Linked DNA regions of Rattus norvegicus: region 2 is linked to region 1. Evidence: chromatin contacts called from public Hi-C data. All regions are on one chromosome and are shown on one strand. Each heading gives the region's core, a stretch centred on a gene start, on an enhancer-like site or on the middle of the called end of the contact. The rest is flanking DNA. Distances are from core to core; before and after follow the strand shown. Region 1 overlaps LOC134479711 (a long non-coding RNA gene). Region 2 overlaps Ankrd46 (ankyrin repeat domain 46).

The links. Hi-C and Micro-C count contacts between places; a contact is called where the count stands out from the background.
Region 2: a contact with region 1 is called in a Hi-C map of kidney, with 2.0 times the contacts expected there. The contact joins two enhancer-like sites. A contact is called at or near these places in 4 of 12 Hi-C or Micro-C datasets (kidney and liver).

The regions. Positions count from the first base shown.
Region 1 is chr7:69,490,974-69,497,891 of GRCr8, reverse strand. The region is part of intron 1 of LOC134479711 (a long non-coding RNA gene); the gene reads right to left. Among named protein-coding and RNA genes, the nearest start is that of Ankrd46, 59 kb to the left of the region's middle. Within about 2 kb of position 4,506, at least 1 of the 93 cell types and tissues checked has an H3K27ac peak or open chromatin away from gene starts, as enhancers often do. A contact at or near this core is called in kidney, where this site is marked.
Region 2 is chr7:69,542,872-69,549,282 of GRCr8, reverse strand. All of the region lies in intron 2 of Ankrd46 (ankyrin repeat domain 46), which reads left to right. Among named protein-coding and RNA genes, the nearest start is that of Ankrd46, 7.2 kb to the left of the region's middle. Within about 2 kb of position 3,907, at least 71 of the 93 cell types and tissues checked have an H3K27ac peak or open chromatin away from gene starts, as enhancers often do. A contact at or near this core is called in kidney, where this site is marked.

The DNA.
Region 1 (6,918 bases), core at 3,257-5,756:
TGTTTTAGTTCATTCCTTTTCTGTGCTGACTCTGTGTGTGTGTGTGTGTGTGTGTGTGTGTGTGTGTGTGTGTGTGTGTTCTATGGTTTATCTCCTCATTCCTGACACTCAGACAGTTTCCTGGGCTTTAACTATTGTAAATAAAGGTGTTATACTTGACCACGGGTTCTGTAGGTAAGCATAAGGCTCTCATGGGCTTGCTTTTAATTTTTACTACATGAATACTTAGGAGTAAAACTGCTGAGCTGTTGTGTCAGAAGATCTAGGTTTATAGAAACCACAGGAACTTTCTTCTGAAGTGTTTGCACCATTCTACATTCTCACAGAGAATCCGTGAGGGTTGTGGTGCATTGATACCTGAAGGACATACATTGATTTTGTCTTTTTAATTCTAGCCCTTAGGGTGGATATGTGGTACTACCGTTCACTGTGGGTTTAATTCTCATCTCTCCAGCGATCGATGGTTGGGATGGTGAACAGACCTTCACACAGGGCTGGAGTGATGGCAGTGTCTGTACTGGCTGCTCTTGCAGAGGACTGGGGTTCAGTTCTCAGCACCCACATGGCAGTTCACAACGGACTATAACTCTGATGGACAGGAAGTGGATGACCTTCTGTCCTCTGCTGGCGTTTGCACCCACACAGGTACACACATACACAAATAGAGCAAATCCACAACACAACACCTTCCACATGCTCACCGGCCCGTTGTTACCTTCTCTGTGAATGCCTCGACGGCCTGTGCCTATATAGACAGTTGCTGGCTTATCAGTTTTTCAATCTTGCTGATCGTTAAAGGTTTTTGGAGACTACTGGTGTGCGATTTGTCTCATCAAATGTTTCCTTTGACTTTGCTATCAGGATTGTGATGCTCTGAAAAATGAGTTTTAAGACTCCCCTCCTCCATGAAACACACAATGTCTTTTTTTTTTTTTTTTTTTTTTGATGCTCCTGCTTCCCACCCACCACTGGCTTTATATATTGAATTGCTGTTTTAGATCTATTGACTCTTGACTTCTCAAATGGAACATTTTAGTTAAGTTACATTTAACATAATTGTTGATTTGGTTGTTTTTATGCGTCTAGTTTTTCCATTCGGGGACTCCCTCCCCGAATCTCTCTTCTTCCTCCTGCCGTCTTTGAAGATACATGACTCTGAAACAGTCACTCTCAGTTTGTCCACTAGCTCTCTGCCAAAGATGCCCAAACTGTAAACAGAAACATTCGGGTCCCCGGCCTCTGTCATCTTTCCCCACATCTCGCTGCTGCTCTAAGCCATTACGTAGAGTACTCCTGCCTGAGAGAGTTTCTCACAGCTCCAGTACTGCATGGCGCCCAGACATCTCACAGCCTTGTACACAACATCCAGAACCCTCAGAATGTTGTTGCATTCCTTCTGGGCTCCCGGACTTTGGGGATCATACCACCTGCATTTAGAACAGATCTCCCAGTCCCTAGTTAATTCCTCCCTGGAATAGGCCTCTCGCTCAGAAATTGTCATTCTCTTCACCCCACTCCACCCCACCCCACCCCATCCCGAGTTCCTCCCTTTCCACAAGTCCCAGTATTGGCTTCCTGTTATCTCAGTAACACATTTCACAAACTTGATGTGATGAAGAGAAAATGTAGTTCTGTCAGAATTCTGGAGGCCAGAAGTCTTGGGGTTGGTTTGTGTTAGCGTTCTGTCTAAGCTCCACCCCACAGTTACCTGGCAACAGTCAGGTATGCCTAACTCACTATAAAAGGGGCTGCTTGCCCCCTCCTCACTCTCTTGCTCTCTTGCTCTTACCTTCTTCCCCTTTTGTCCCCTCTCTCCCTATTCCCTTCCCCCTTCTGTCCATGTGCCCATGGCCAGGCTTCACTCTACTTACTCTCTCTCTCTCTCTCTCTCTCTCTCTCTCTCTCTCTCTCTCTCTCTCTCTCTCTGCCTACTACCTTCCCTATGCCCTGAATAAACTCTATTCTATACTATACCATTGTGTATACCTCAGGCTGGTCCCTGAGGGGGAAGGGATGTCTTATGGCCCGCAGAGGCATCCCCTTCCTCCAGACCGCTTAGAACACATCCATCTTCTCTTTATCCTTTTCTCAACACAGCAGTGGTGCTGAAAGCTGGGACATATCCTCTCTCTCTTTTTATACACACATCAGTTTGGATGAGCCAAAAACAAAGGGCTGCCAGGGACGTTCCTTCTGGAGTCTTGGGGGAGAGAATCCATTGGCTTCTCAGGGTGGGCTCAACTCCCTTGCTTGAATTTCCTTGTTCCTTCATCACAGCCCATCACCGTGATCTCTGCCTTTGAGGCCAAATTTCCTTCTCTTCTGCTTTAGACAGATGCTTTTCCTGCTTCCTTCATGATCTGTCTATGTGTGTCTCAGCCCCACTGTGTGTGTGTGCATGTGCATGTATGTGAGCATGTGTGTGAACATGTGTGTGCATATGTGAGTGTCAGCATGTGTGTGACTGTGTGCTTATATGAACATATGTATGAGTGTGTGAACATGCGAGTAAGTGTGTGAGCATGTGTGTGAGTATTGTGAATGTGTGTGTGCATGTGTGAATATGTATGTGAGTGTGTGCGTTTGTGAATGTGTGAGCATAAGTTCACGTGTGGTGTGTGTGTGTGTGTGTGTGTGTGTGTGTGTGTGTGTGATATTGAATTTTGCATCACAGTGACAAAAATACCTGACAGAGGGGCTGGAGACATGGTTCAGCAATTAAGAGGACTGGACGTTCTTCCAGAGGACCTGGGTTTGATTTCAAGTACCCACATGTCAACTCACAGCCACCCGTGAGGGATCGGACTCCCTCCTCTGGCTTCTGTGGACATGAGGCACAGACAGACATGCGAGTTAAACACTCATACACATAAAATGATGATGATGGGGGTTGGGGATTTAGCTCAGCAGTAAGCGCAAGGCCCTGGGTTTGATCCCCAGCTCCGAAAAAAAGAAAAGGGAAAAAAATTATGATGATGAAGAAGCAGCAGGAGGAGGAGAAAACTGACAGAACGAATGGAGAGAAGGTTTACTTTGCCTCATGGTTCCAGCTCATCATGGTGGGAAAGACAAGACAGAGCTCCTGCCAGTGCCTGAGGCTCCCCATATCACAGGGGACCAGTGAGTAGAGTGGTCAGGACCAAGGACGAGGGTACAGCATTCAGTGTCCCACACCTAGCAACCCACCAAGCATCTGTCTATCAACTAAGCCTGTCTCCTTAAAGTTCCAAAGCCTTTAAGACAGCACCACTGGGGCAGCAGAGGGAACCAATGTTCAAAGCACAAGCCTATGGTGACAGTTCAGGTCTAACCCGTGACACTGTGGTTACACTGAAGAATCTTTGGATAATCCAGGATAGCCTCTCATTTCATTTAATCGCGTCACCAAAATCTGTTTGCTACCTAGTAGCTATATAGGCCTTCATGTCCTTGGAGACTATTATTCTGTACAACAACAACCCCGGCCTGGCAAACCCCCATCTCCTCTTTTTTTTTTTTTCCCCTGTGTAACCCTGGTTGTCTTGGAACTCACTCTGTAGATCAGGCTGGTCTTGAACCCACAGAGATTCTCTTGCCTCTGCCTCTGAGTGCTGGGATTAAAGGTGTGCACCACTAGCACCTGGTGCCACCTCCTCTTTAGTATTTGTTTAGTCTTAAATGTTCTTCTCTTAGGGTCTCCCCAGCCCCAAGGCTGTGCTCTGGTCCATCTTAGCTTCTCTCACATGCTCCTGTGCAGACCCTGTTGCAGCAGGTTGTAACTAGTTTCCCGTTCTCTCCCTTCTCTTAACTAGAATCAGCAACTGAGACCGGGATGTCACAGCACCGCCACACACACACACACACACACACACACACACACACACACACACACACACATACCTGCTCAAGGTCAGACACATTTGTACAAATTTTCAGGGGCGTCTCTGGTCAACAATTCCAAGGGCAAAGAGCGACCTAGTGAAATAGTACTGGTCCATTATTGAAGGTGATACAGGGGCCAGAAGAAGTATGGCTGTGGCTGGGTGAGATGGGTAATCCTGGTCACATGATGTCCTAGTGGTGTACCCCTAATAGTTGGACTCTAACGCCTTACAAAATGAAGGTCAGGCTGTCAGCAACAGCCCCACAGTCCCTCTGGCCACTTTCATTGTTCACTGTACCATTCCTGTGACTCTACTCAGAGACCTGGCCCTTGGAGATGAGACTTTGGAGTCCAACTTTTCCCTATCACTGTGGTGGTCTATAGCTAGCCCTCTAGACATTGATTAACTTTTTCAGTAAAACATAATCATTAGGCAAATTCCATAGCCTATCCAGGAATATATAAACAGAAGCAAACATTAACCCAAACCTGTGGCTTTACAACCCCCATTTGCCCTTGGGTACATTGGCAATGACTACTTGACTTTAGTTAGGGCAGCTGCTTGGTTGAAGAGAACAAAATGCATGGTAAAAAGCTCTCAGTTTGTGCCAGCAGAGATGAACCATGACCCCTGGAATGTGGACTTATGCACCAGCAAAGCCTATGAAACAGCAAGAGACCCAAACAGTCCTACCTCCCAAGGTTGTGTAGTATCAGACAGCACGCATGCCTATCTCTGACGAGGCTAGCCATTTACACTAAACCTTAGAAGCCGCTCAAACATTCCTGCAGCGTGGGATGCAGAGGAAAGGGGGTCTGAGAGGTGGGCGTGGACAGCAGTCTTCTCTTGACATTTGCTGCCCACTAGCTTGGTGTTTCCTGGGGTGTCCCCCTTGCTATGTGGTTGAGGTGCAGTGGGTGTTGGGGGTGTCTGTGTTTCTGTTGGATGGTTAAGGGTGGAAACAAGATAAGGAGGTTTTAACCAGCCTGCAAAGAGCACACAGCCTTTGTAACTGCAAATGCTAAGGCAGTTACATGCCTGCATGGAGTCCTCAGATCTCCCCACCCTTAGATGTCAGTGTTGATGGGTGGGCATTCTCACAGTCACACGGTGTTCCTACCTCATTAACCCGTTCTCTGTGGTCCCCTGTGTCCCCTTCAGAGTCTTCCACCCTCCCCCTTTGTCCTTCACTTCCCCCACTCTGACTTCCTACCCTGGAGTCATGTCCCACCGAAGCTTGAGCGGGAAGAAGGAGCATCTGGAAATGAATAAGAACCACGCATTTGATCCTAGGATGTCATGTGGCTACCCTTGGCTGTAGAGCCAGACTTCTAGGGGCCGGAGAGTGGTTCAGAGCTCTTGCAGAGGACCCAAGTCCAGTTCCCAGCACCCATCTGAGGCAGCTCACAACTGCTCCACAGCAGATCATGACAACTTCAGCCACAGGGGCCTCTGACAACCTCCTCTGGCCCCTTCAGGCTCCTGAGCTTGCTTGCACACACCCTCAACACAGACAAAAAGACACACACCATAAGTAAAAATAAAAATTTAAATAAATAAATAAAACAGGGTTTTTTCCTCTCTATCATCAACTCTGATTTCACAGGCAAATTAGGGCCAGGAGTAAGAACATGCATTTTGAGTCAGATAAAATGGACTACTGCTAACTCTGCCGTCTATAAACCGTGTGCAATTGGGCAAGCGATTTTACCCATCTTCTTCTTACTTCCCGATCTGTAAAAGGAAATTACAGTGACGTAGACAGTTATGAGAGTGGAAATGAGGTCATATGTGTGAGAAGTGCCACAGTTCCTTGCATATACACCACATGATCAATAATCATTAGCTGTTGTTATTATTGATGATTATAAGGTGGTGGTGGAGGACAGGGCATGTGACTCAGTGGTAGTATGATTACCTAGTATGGTTAAGGCCCCGGATTTGATCCTCAGCACCACGTAACCCTGATGTGATAGTGTTCTTCAGTAACCACATCACTTAGGGTACGGAGGCAGGAGAATGGTATATTCAAGACCATGCTGGACTACCTTGAAGGCCAGCTAGGACAGATTAGTGAAAGTTTGTTTGAAAAACGTGTGTGTGTGTGTGTGTGTGTGTGTGTGTGTGTGTGTGTGTGTGTGTGTGTGTTTTGATGAGAACAATATGTAGAAAGCTTAGTTAGAAGAAAACTGTGGAACCAACCAACTGTATGCTGTCTTCATCTTTCAGGCAGGGTAGACAGATTGATGGGATTCTAGAATCCTATCACCAGATGCCTCCTAGGTCTTTAAGCAAATGGGAAGATTCATACTCTGTGCCATAATTGTTTTTGCTGCAAACCTAGCCCTAAGAAAAGCATTTCAGTAGAAATGATCTTAAGTATGTTTCCCACTGCAGAGGAACCTATCACCAAGCTTTGCATGCGCAGCACAAGAAAAAGAAGGAAATGAATTATGGGCAAATTTGACTTGCTGAGCCCATAGCCAGATAAAGTCCAACATACTTCCTGGAGATCTCAGGTTAGGCAGGAACTATTCAGGGCTGAAGTAACTGGAGACAGATCTAAAGGATTTGGGGGGGCGGAGTCGTGTTAGTTTTGCATTATATCCAGAGGCCTAGCGTGTAAGACACACACTGCTAGTGTCAAACACTGCTGGGCCTTTTGGTTTCTTAGTTGAGCTTCAGTACTGGGTTAAGAACACACAAACTGAACGGATATCAAATAGAAAGCACCACCCTTGTGAGGGATGCGGTCAGTCCCAAGTTTCAAAACTGTGGACAAGAAACCAAGTACAATGCAATCAGATGAACAAGCAAGGCTTGCCCAGCTTATTTTTCTTTTTTTCTTTTTTTTTTTCCGGAGCTGAGGACCGAACCCAGGGCCTTGCGCTTCCTAGGTAAGCACTCTAACCACTGAGCTAAATCCCCAGCCCCTCAGCTTATTTTTCAACCACAAGCCAAGTGCTAAGTTGTAGGCAAAGTAGTCATAGCTATTTCTAAGGCTTGGTTTCCTAGAGAAGCTTAGGACAGAGAGACTCTGCTTCCCAGAGACAGG
Region 2 (6,411 bases), core at 2,658-5,157, 52 kb before region 1:
GGTGAGGGAATGGGGACTCTGGACGGTCAGAGGTGCATTAGGATCAGGGGGTGGGACTTGAAGTCCAGGAAGGGCAGCTAAGATGGTGGTGCAGCCTGAGGGCCTCCCAGATGTATCTGTTTCTGAAGTGGTGGTCCACACCTACATCACCTGATAACCTGTAACTAAAAGCTCAGCTCAGCTCAGTACAGATAGAAGAGAAGCCGTGTAGGAGGGCTTGTTTGGATGAGTGAGTGTTGCTGGACAGACAGGCAAAGGCCAAGGACACGTTTACAAGCTGTCTTGAACCTGAAGCAAGCTTTAAATTGTCTCGGTCTCTTCTTATGCCTCTGTGGCTTAAGATACAAAACATTTATGATTCATTCATTTTCCAGAATCCAAAACTTGTGCATTCTGGGATATAATTTGTCCCATGAACTCAAAAATAAGAAACTTGTTATAGTATTTGGAGTCCATGAGATCATCGTCTTTTGAAAGCATCTTAAAGAACAATTCTCGTGTCATAATGACCTTTTCTTGAGTGCCAGAACAAAAGCTCAAAGTAGCAGTTATTCAGAGTTTAAATAAAGAATTGTTCAGTATTACCGTTTGTCGTGTCTCTAATGACAGGCCATACAGAACATTTACCATTCTTGCCGGTCTCCTTAGTATCAGTCAGAGGGTAAATGACAAGATGTGGCTTTAGGAGATAGTGAGTAAGTATGGAAGTGTGTATGTAAAGCAGCTAGGAGCTTTAGCTCCTGGGGTCTGAGTCTTCACTGGATGGTTCGTCCAGGAGGCGGTATTATTCAGCAGAGGACACGCCCTGGAAGACAGTGGGCCTGAGTGTAGTTGTTGCAGGGTGCACTCTGCAGTCGATGTGCTCTTTTCCTGTGTTGTCACCCTGACCTTTGAGCTTTCTGAGCAGTCCGTAAAGATAGTTCCTGAGTGGAGGCTGCAGAGACGGCTCTGTGGCTAAGAGAGAAGTCTGCTCTTCAGGACCCACTTATGTGAGGTGGCTCAAAGCCTTCCGTAACTCCAGCTCCAAGGGATCCTGCACCTCCGACCTCTCTTCACACACGCACAGAACTACCCCCACCATCTATCCATAATTCCTGGGAGCTGATCCGGAACTTGTCCCCGTCTCTGAAAGATCCTGCAGAGCACTCTGGGAGACTGAACCCGCCCATCGTCTCCCTTGCTAGGAGAGGCTGTGTATGGGCTGCCTCTGAGTCAGACAGAGACTCACTCTGACTCGTCCCTCTTCCACTTGAAAGTATTCTGCTGGGGAGACTCTGGGAATTGCTGGGTCTGCTTTGCCTCAGGTACAGGCATTCTCTACTTCCCACCCCACCATGGTTTCCTAAGCGACAGCAGCATGTACAAGATTCAGCTAAAACCTAACTTCTTCCTTTACTAGTCTTACTACATTGTGTGGGCTTGGAAATGTAGGGAGGTGAAAAACCCACATTTTCTTCTTACATCCAGATCCCCGAATTCATCCTCCCTTCACTAGGCATCAAAAGATGACCCCCTACATCTTATTGTCAAGAGAGAAGAGAGCCCAGCTCCCTGTAAAGCCTCAGACACTTCCTTTCAATCCTAGAGGCTTCAGCTTTAAAACAGCCAACACCTGTAGGTAGGTCCTTCTCCCAGTTCAGGGCCATTTAGCTAATGCTGTTAGCATCTGTTGGGGAAGTTGTCTGCTCATCCCTCTGCAGTTATGTGTAAGTGTGTGCAGCCAACGGACCAAGGCCACCACATGGCCTGTTGGCTCAGTAGAAAGTGTAAGAGTTGGGTTTTAAGGTATATGAAGGCCATTTGGTATAGTGAAAAGTACTATGATGTGTGTAGCCTCACGGTAGTCAGACGGCCCAGTGACGTCCACTAGACACTCTCCAAGGTTGTGTGACAGAAGAAGTTGCTCCCGTGTTGTTCAGACGGAGGCTTTGCCTGAAGGATGCCTGCTAAGTGCCTGCTAGCCCCTGTGCATGATTCTGTTTTCACACACAAGGCAAGGCGGCCTCCAAAACTAAGCCACGCTGCAGCCCGGATACCTCACAAGGTGGCGCTGTTGGCTATGAGAACCGCTGTGAACTCAGCCGTTGTCCATGAGTAACCCAGGGGCAGGACAGGACGCAGAGGTCCACCTCTCAGGCCCTTAGTGTTCATGCAGTGTAGTATAGATCATAAACTGGAAAGGACCCCTTTGCAGTTAGAGCTCTTTTTTTTTTTTTTTGGTTCTTTTTTTCGGAGCTGGAGACCGAACCCAGGGCCTTGCGCTTCCTAGGTAAGCGCTCTACCACTGAGCTAAATCCCCAGCCCCACAGTTAGAGCTCTTAAATGCATAAGTACATAGTAAAGATTCTAGAAAACAAAATATTAGCCTACCCAAACTACCAAGTAGTACTTTTGTGGAAATTGGACATTTTATTTAGACTTATTTAAATCTATTGTCTTTTCTAAAAGTTGAGTTGTGACTAAACTCTAGTCAGTAAATCAATAAAAAAAATTCTAAATATTGCTAGAATACAGTAGACATCCCTGTTTTAGTGTTGTTAGTTTCTTGTTGGCAGAGGGGAAATTGGGTAAGGGTTCGTTTGTTATCTCAGACAGTGAGAAAGGCTTAGGTCAAGTGCAGGAATCCAGTCACTTCCCGTACACTGGAGGACACTGTCAAAGACTTTGTTATTGTTGTTCCACAAGAACTTTCTTGTACTCAGTGATGACAGGGCTGCTTCCTGTGGAGCAGGCCACACGGCTGAGCTTTATTGTTGTTGAGGTGAGGGGAGTCCATTTGGAATGTGAGTACGTGTGCCTGCTCCCTTCCTGAGACCTGCGGTACGGTACGCACGCGTACCCTTGGGTTAGGACCAGTCACTGCTCACTGGGCGGTCTCTGGATCTAAGTTAGGGTTCTGAGTGCACACTGGCACGGTTCGGTTTCCTGAAGCGCTTGCCTTCTGCTCATTGCAGTTGTATTCTATGTGGAAGTCCCTGGACTCCTTTATAGGGATAAGAACAACCAGCACCACAGACTCCAGGTCGGACTCCCTCTCCCCCACACTGCTTCCCTCTCTCTGTGATGTTAGGTAGGGTATGCAGTGAGGTCTGATGGCTCCCCCATGCCGCCTACTCCCAACATGCCAGTTTTGCTTATAGTTTGCTCCAGCGTCCTAGCTTTAATACCTGCTTCTAATTGCTCCTCCGTAGGCATGATGCCACCAGTGCATTTGAACCAGGGGAGTAGCACTTTGATGCTTTCCCAGTGACTTTCAAAATGAAAGACAAATCCATACTGTATGTACTTGATTATTAATACTGGATAGAGAAAGACATGTAAGGTTATCAGCACAGCCCATACTAAGACACAGGGCCTTTCCGTTAGATTCTGGCCATGAAGCATTTGATCCTAGAACTTCTATACTTCGATCCAAGGCTGTGAATTCAGAATTTGGTATGTAAACGAGAAGCATGTTGGATAGACCTTTCCATCGAGTCTGGCTCTCAGGCTTCCACCCAAACCTCCTTGCTTGTTATTTGGCTTTAGGTCACAGCTGAGGCCTGAGGGGGAGCGACCATCAGTGCTGCACACAGTTCTTACTGACGCTGCACCACCCCTCACGCCTCACAGCACATGTCTTGGCAATGCCCACAAGTCTGCCTGTGGACAGGCCTCGTGCTCACTGCCCTTTACAAACAGAGCCCTCGTGAACAGCCAGTGTGCTTTCCCGGGCTTGGCTGCTACTCTAGGCATTGTGCTTTTACTATGCCAGCTCTTTTTTCTGGAGGTTTTCCTCCCTACTAGATGTCACCCCATTGCTAGAAGCTGCTCTGTTACCAAGGGATGGATATGCCTTGCAAGCTCATGTCTGCACAGCAGGCCTGGGACAGTACTAACCGCAGACCGAGGACTAGGTCATACAGCTGGGAAGGATCCAAGCTGGCTTTACTCCCAGGCGGTGCAGCACCACACACATCCGGATGGAGTGGCCAAACTCTGACAGCTTCCAGCAACAAGAAAACGGCTCTACAGTCCTGAGAGCTGCTCCTCACACTGGTCAGACTTCACGTCTCTCCCTCCTGCTTTCTCTGGGATAGTGCAACCAGCTAACGTGACATATTCCAGGCTCAGTGAGTGTTTACTGATTGAGACTTCCCTTGTGTGATCCAGGCTGCTGCCCAGCACCCTGCTTCAGCAGTCCTTCATAGGCATGGTCAGACAGGGCACCCTGCTGCTGAGGGAAATCGGAGGGTGGGCGGCAGTGCTGGAAGAGCAAGGCTGTGCAGGAAGACCAACTGCTGCAGAGATGAGGAAGGGCAGAGAGGAGATACAGGCCAGGGAGCCAGGCGATCTGTCTGGCTGAGCTATACGCTTGGGCTCTTTGTTTACCCTTCCGCCTCTTTCGTTTCTTTCTAAGAGTTCTTTATAGAGCTAGGGATGTGGCTCAGTGATTGATCCTTGCTTATGCAAGGCCCTAAGTTCAAATTTTGTGGCTCTGGAAAACTTACTTATCCAAAATTAGAGGTTAGCTTCCATTTACTTTGTGGAGAATATGTGTTCAGAGTTCCAGAGGCTGAGGGTAACTTCCAGAGCCTGGCTCCTCCCTGTAGATGACACATGGAGGTCTCTTTCTCGCCTGCGCTTTGTCACAACTCCACGCCACGCCCCTCCGCTCTCCTCACTCACAAGTTAGTCACTTGGTGGCCTGGCCGGTTGCTGCTTCACCTCAGGTGTTCTGGGGAGTGTGCACAGGCCTGTGGCCTGCTCTGTGTCATAGAACAGCATGCTCTTTCTCACTGCACCTTGCTGTAGGTCAGGTTTCTTGTTCTCGACCCTTCTGGGTTCCGTACCGTTTCTTTGCTGAACCTCGTTAGGAATTCAGACACAGCTCTGGGTGTCGTGGGGGAACATTTCACCTTGCACCTTCCCCGTGTGTTCTGCTGTGAACTTCTTCATGGCCTGAGACACTCAGGGAGCTGTGGCCTGCACCTCCCTGACCAGGGGGAGAGGGCTGTCTGTAGGGAGTCTTAACTGTGGGGTTAAGGTGAGCAGTCCCTCCAGCATGGAGAAACTTCTCACCTTAGAGCAGACTAGAAGGGCTGACTCTTCCCCAGCCTGGGCCTCACCAGAAGAATCCCAGCCTGCTAACCAGAAGGGCTGAGTCAAAACACCCAGTAGGTAGGTTTCTAGTGTTATTTCTTACAGAGTGTAGCCAACGAATCTCTGCTCTTGAGAATACTTGGTAAATGCACTTATATTTCCAAAATATTTTATGTTGGGTTTTTGTTGGTCTCATTTTCTGCTCCAGTCCAGTGAGGGGTAGGGGGAGAGGGGGGTTAAGAGAAGGCTCTCGCAGAAGAACTGCTAACTACTTTATAAAATAAAATATTAAGGTGGAATTATGTGTGTGTGTGCGTGTGTGTGTGTGTGTGCGCGCATACGTGTAGATAACTACTACATGGAAACTATGCCTTTTTAATTTTTTTTTCTTTTCTTTTTTTCGGAGCTGGGGACTGAACCCAGGGCCTTGCGCTTGCTAGGCAAGCGCTCTACTACTGAGCTAAATCCCCAGCCCCTGCCTTTTCAATTTTTTTTTAAAAGATTTATTCATTTATTATATATAAGTACACTGTAGCTGTTTTCAGACACACCAGAAGAGGGCATCGGATCTCTTTACAGATGGTTGTGAGCCACCATGTGGTTGCTGGGAATTGAACTCAGGACCTCTGGAAGAGTAGTTGGGTGCTCTTAACCGCTGAGCCATCTCTCCAGCCCTGCCTTTTTAATTTTTAAAAAATATTTTCTAGATTTATTTTATGAGTGTCACTGTTTTGCTTACATTTTGTCTGTGCACCAAGTCTGTGCCTGAGGCCCAAAGGTCAGAAGAGGGCATTGGTCTGCCTGCACCTGGGGTTATGGATGCCTGTGGGCCACCGTGTGTGTGTGCCAGGAGCCGGACCTGGGTGGATCTTCTGCAGGAGCAACATGTGCTTTTTTAAAAAATGATTTATCTATCTTTATTTTATGTGCTTTGGAGTTTTGCCTGCATATGTGTCTTTGTAATGGTTTTGGATCCCTGGCACTGGAGTGTCAGGTAGTCTTTGGGAATTGAACCCAGGTCCTCTGGAAGATTATCCAGTGCTCTTAACTGCTGAGCCACCTCTCCAACCCCCAGCAACAAGTGGTCTTAACACACTGAGCTACCTCTCCAGCCCTGAGGATTACTTTTTAAGGAGTTGTTATTATTTCAAGCCAGCTTTGGTAGCTAAAGCAGGAAGAGCAGGTGTTAGAGGCCAGCTGAGCTCTGTTCCTAATGAACCCTGCCCCGCACAGACCCCTGACCATGCGACTTAGGATCAGAAGTGCTTTATCTTGACTTCTGTCCACAGTGTTCTTACCAGCTGCTGTTCAGCTGTGGTCATGTTCTCT